2 separate regions of the Gossypium arboreum genome follow, and region 2 is linked to region 1. A link is a contact called in public Hi-C data. All regions are on one chromosome and are shown on one strand. Each heading gives the region's core, a stretch centred on a gene start, on an enhancer-like site or on the middle of the called end of the contact. The rest is flanking DNA. Distances are from core to core; before and after follow the strand shown.

Region 1 (2,736 bases), core at 234-2,733:
TAACTAAGGCAAATCTACAGTTTTCTTTAGTAGTAATACCTAGGAGGGGGACATAACAACAATTTTCAGGATTCTTGGAGTACGAAGTTCGAATGTCCCAGAAAGATATCTTGGTCTTCCTAATAAGGTGGGCAGAAGAAAGAAGTTGGCATTTCAAAATTTGAGAGACAGAATTAAACAACGAATTGATTGCTGGAGTGTTAAACATCGATCTCAAGGCAGAAAAGTGGTATTTATAATGGCCATTCTACAAGCCATTCCAACCTATAGTATAGCATGTTTCTTACTCCTTAAATCTCTATGTGCTGAAATAGAAGGCATTTTTGCAAAATTCTGGTGGCAGAAAATTCGAGATAAAAGAGGCATTCATTGGTGTACTTGGAATGGTTTATGCTCTTTGAAACCAAACAAGGGTAGCGTCTTATTAATTTTCACAATTCTTTGCTTAATCGTGTTTTAAAAGCAAAGTATTATCCAAATATAGATTTCTCCAATGCGCAATTAGGAAATTTACCTTCGCTTACCTAGAAGAGTGTCTGGGCAGCAAAAGGGATTTGGATAAAGGACTATGTTGGAGGGTTGACACGAGGGAACGTATTTCCGTTTGGGGTGACTTATGGATATTGGGAGCTAAAATAGACAGATTACAGAATGGGACTAGTAATGAAAATATTAAGACAGTATCAGATTTGATTGATCCAGCTAGCAGAACTTGGAATACAGATTTAATCATTAGTACTTTTAATGCAGACGTTGCAAAGAAAAATATTGTAGATCCCTCTGGCAGAGACAACTTATGAAGACTTTCAAGTGTGTGCCGGGGGGAATCATCAGGCGAATTCTCAGTTAGAAGTGCCTATAAACTATTACAAGAGGCTAATTCGGGTCCTAGTAATAATTATTTACAAACTGAGACTAGAGATTTCTACAGGAAATTATGGAATTTACATCTCCCTCCGAAAATTAAAATTACAAACTGGAGAATTTCATGGAACTATATTCCTACTCTATCAAATCTCAAGAATAAAAAAGTGGTCGTAGCAGCTATCTGTCCCAAATGTCATAACCCTGAGGAAGATAGCAACCATATCTTCCGGCACTGTCCTACAGCAATAGATGTGTGGTCAAATTTAAATCTCGCCTGGGTATGTCATTATGATCTTAACAGTATATGGGAGTGGCTCACCTGGGTTTTTAGACGAGGAAATATTGAGCAATGTCGACTCTTCTGTTACGTACTATGGTCAATCTGGACATGCAGAAATCAGCTAGTTTACGAAAGAAAGAACTCTACAAGCAGAGATATCTCAAATCAAGTCATCAGCTACATTTCGGAGTTGCATGGAGTGGAACAGAAAAAATTTAGCTTAAATGTTGATAAAGGTCATGAATACACGGCAAGAAGCACGAGGGTAACTGTCTTATTTGATGCGGCTTTTGACAAGGGATCCTCCAGATCTGCTTCGGGTCTGGCTGTCCGTGATGAAAGGGGTGTGATCTTGGTATCCAAAACGGTTATCCACTCCGATATACCGACACCGCTAGCAGCGAAAACAGATGCCGGGTTACAAGCGATTCAGTTAGCCATTTCAATGGGTTTTAACAGTTTACAAATAGTGGGGGACTCTAAAACAGTGATAAAAAATGCCAATCAAAAGATCCGGACAAATTGACTATAGGAGCGTTCATCAGAGACAGTCAAAGCAAAAAGGTTTATTTTCAGAATATCGAGTTTCATTTTATCCCTAGATCAGAAAATGATTGTGCCTATTTCCTTGCCAAAGAAGCCTTGAAGAGAGGAATAGGATATTACCTGCAGGGGGAGGATCCGGACCATGCTCATCGTTACTAAGGCAGCCAGGTTGAGAACCGAAGAGTCAAGATGAAAGAGATGAGAGAGGTTTTCAAAGAAATTGATAGCAGAAGAGTAAAGATATGTTTGGGAACTGTTATCATAAAAGCTGAAATGGTGACATGAAAAGACAAGAGAAAATGGCATCCAACTGTGGTGATTGACGGGGCATTTAATTAGGTTTCCTTTTTTTTATTATTTATTTGAATTTTGTTTTGTTTAGGGGGCCTTCCTGATCGGTTAGGCCTGATTCTTTAGTTTTTTCAAGTTTATTTGTTGTTTTTCTTTTGGGTTTCAGTCCATTAATATGGCTGACTGTTTTTTTATGTATTTCTGATTTAGTCTTTTATAAAAGCCCAGTTGATTCTTCAAAAACAAAATTATTTTATAAGTTAGTATCTGGTATATTATCGGTATATATTTTTATTTTACAAATAATCTTAGAAAATTGTTGTGTTTTTAATACTTATATTTTAATATTTTATTATACTCTATAAAATACTTGTTAACTTCTTGACTCTACTTGTAGTAGTGTATCAAATATTTTCTTATTTTATTATAATTTTAATTATAAAACTATAAAATTAATATTATTGTGTCTTTTAGCACCTTAGTCAAACTCCACTTGAACTAACGAAGGTAGGAAATTTTTATGGAAAGACTGAAATTAAGTTGTATATTTTTATAAGAGTTAAAGTATAATTTTATTATTTTAATGATTTATATTTTATAATTTTTAAAGGATTAAATTATAATTTTATTATTTTTAGAAGTTAAAAGTAAAATTTTATTATGTACAATTTTAAAAATTTAAAGGATTAAAAATAAAATTTCCTGTTTAGGAGGTGGTGTCGCCCCTAACTTAAACAAACCATTAATAGTTA
Region 2 (2,887 bases), core at 36-2,535, 290 kb before region 1:
ATCAGAAATAAACGACAACCACCCTAAGCGGCTAAGCGACCAGATCTCCTTGCACATAAACAAGAGTATTATGTCTCGGAAATGGAAAAGAGTGAATATTCAGACTGATGAAATCCAACCCTTGTTCTGCTCTGGGTGCAAGAGCACGATATATTACGATCTTTAAGAAAAACCGATGCTCCTGGATAAGGGTTTCCAGCTTACTGGTAATAACGATGCCGATGCGCCGGCATTCATTCAGGAGGTCGTTAATGAACGGGGATGGAAAGTATTTTTTGATGTCTAAAATCTTTCGGATGAAGGTATTGTTCAAGAATTTTAGTCTCATTTTAATCTGTCTACAGTAACAATATTGCAGATTCGAGAAAGGGAATTGTTTCTAACAACATTAGTCATCAATGGCTTGTTTGATTTGCCTGATATTGAGAACGATGATTACTCGACCCTATGTGAAGATGTTAATGCGAAAAAAATTCAAGATGTTTTGAAAGTAGTCACAGTTCTTGGAGCTAAATGGACGCTTTTGAGGCAAGGTACTCGTTACTGTCAGAGAGAATTTCTGACTCAAAAGGAAAATATTTCATCTTCTAGCCCTGGAACCCGACCCGCAGAATCGAACTTGAGGATTTTGCTACACCTAGGTAGGATGTTGATGACGTGATCTCGTATACAACTTATAGGCCCAACCTCAAGAAGCCCAATCCCGAAACATTTGGGTCGAATCTAGAAGAATTGTCAGAACAAAGAATGATTCGTGATGCCTACGCGAGCTAGGGCCAAGATAATGAAGGAGTCATTCATAGGCCTAATTCAACATCTATTGGCTGAACCCAATCCGCTCAGCAACTATTCGGCTCCAGTTAAGGATCCAGGTTCGTGCAACTTGTTGCACGTGATGAATTAAGTCTAACAAGATTGTTTGGTTGCTTTCCCACAACTAGTTTTTCATTTATTTAATTTCCCTCAGCTCATGATTGCTAAACTTTAATTTTGGTGGTTTTTAGTTAAATTAGTTGTTAGTTTATTTATTCACTTTAATTGCATTTTAAATATGTTCTAATTTAGCTATTAAATTTGCCCAATTTTATTGCAACTTTATTATCATATTTAAAGTGTCGTAAATGTTGTTTATTGTGCTCGAAAGGAACAGCAATGGGCGGCTAGTTTGGGGAACAAATGTAACCATTCAAGTGATGATCCAAGGGCCATTCAACTACATGAAGATGCATGGAGTTTTCGGTCACTTAAAGGCTGATTCATGAAGGCATTTTAATGGTCAAGTGGAGATGAATGTATGAGAGGAAATGTTCATGAACCAGTAGCTTAAGCCAATCCATCTCCTATTTCCATGCATGGATATTCGGCCATTAAGGAGTGCATGAAGGGACCATTCAATTTGGATGCATGTGCATGGATTTTTCCTGCTAATTAAATGCTTAAATATGAACAAACATTGCTTAAGGGCTAAGGATGCATGGACGACACAAGGGGGAATGAATGCTGAATTTCCAAGCATTAAATGTGGGTTCATGTAATGTGAAAATACTTTGTACCTAAGGGATACATATATGGCCGGTTTTGAAGAGGCATTTTTCAAGTCCTATAAATATTCGGTCTAGGTCACTTTGGAAGAGTGAATAAACCAATCAATCAACTTTGAAACTCAAACTGAGTTTAAACTCTTTCTTCTTTTTAGAAATAAAATCAAACTTATCATGAACTTACCTTCATGCGGTGTTGATTAATAGATCCTATCGCTTCCCTTCTCAACTCTTTTTGAAGTGTAACGATCATCCTATATCGTTGGTTCCTATCTCAATATAGATAATGGGTAGCGATCTTTCTTAAAGCAACTAACTTGTTAAGACTTAACTTTGCTTTGTAGAAATCAAGTCACACTGTTTTATAGTGCTGGTTCATTTTTGGATCAAGTTTCGTTTTATCAATTTTTATTCATTCCGTTCTTCCAATACCCTAAATACATTTCAAGTTCTAAGCTTAACTTCCCTTTTTTTTCCGAGAAAGTACCTATTTAGACGAATAGGCATATCAAATCATGGGTCAAATTCTAAACTCGTAATCGGATTCATATTAGTTGATAACATGGATGAAGGGACAGAGTTTGATAGAGTGAACAACTAATTGGGGGGATTTTTTTTTTTTTTTGTCCTATTCCTTTAAGTTTTTCTGTGTAATAATTTTTTTAAGTTGCAATTATGAATAAAATTGAGTTAATTTGTAAATTATTCTTTTAAAAAATGAGAAGTATTGTAATGTGAATGTGCATGTCTAGGATAAGCCCTGGCAAGGAAAGACTGGGTATTTAAGCAGTCGAATGAGACTCACCTTCCTTTCCTAGGAGCCTACCTGGTGCATAGCTCACATTCATTTTTTTGATTTTGTCTCTTCTGCTATATACTTTTAGGCACTAAGGACATTGTTTCTATTTAGTAGGGAGACCATGCTATAATTTCTTTGATATTTTAAATTTTTTTATATTTTTTTGAGAAATTATATTTTGATACTTTTCGAAAATTGATTCTTTGATAAAGGTGTGCTTAAGCAAATTTTTGCTCAAAATATAATTTTTGCATAATATGTTAACTCTAGTATGCATGTCATCCTTTTATTTTAAATATTTTTATGTTAACTACTCTAGTATGCATGTCATCCTTTTATTTTAAACATTTTTATGTTAACTAAATTATGATAAAATTGCAGATCCTAGTAATTGTGCATAAGGTCAACCATGAATTTGTTTTAATTTCCTAGAAAAAAGTAAGCATGCATGAAGGATTAAGTCTTTAGAATTGATTTAGAAATTTCCTTAATGTGAAATCGTGGGAGGCACAACAATTTAAAAATGATTTATTTATTTTTTTGTTTG

What was found. A called contact is a pair of places that touch in the nucleus more often than the background predicts.
Region 2: a contact with region 1 is called in a Hi-C map of leaf, with 2.2 times the contacts expected there. The contact joins two enhancer-like sites. A contact is called at or near these places in 2 of 5 Hi-C or Micro-C datasets (both in leaf).

What each region holds. Positions count from the first base shown.
Region 1 is chr4:15,707,463-15,710,198 of ASM2569848v2, reverse strand. No RefSeq gene overlaps it. Among protein-coding and RNA genes, the nearest start is that of LOC108459662, 4.3 kb to the right of the region's middle. Within about 2 kb of position 1,483, at least 2 of the 2 cell types and tissues checked have an H3K27ac peak or open chromatin away from gene starts, as enhancers often do. A contact at or near this core is called in leaf, where this site is marked.
Region 2 is chr4:15,997,804-16,000,690 of ASM2569848v2, reverse strand. No RefSeq gene overlaps it. Among protein-coding and RNA genes, the nearest start is that of LOC128292202, 4.1 kb to the left of the region's middle. Within about 2 kb of position 1,285, at least 1 of the 2 cell types and tissues checked has an H3K27ac peak or open chromatin away from gene starts, as enhancers often do. A contact at or near this core is called in leaf, where this site is marked.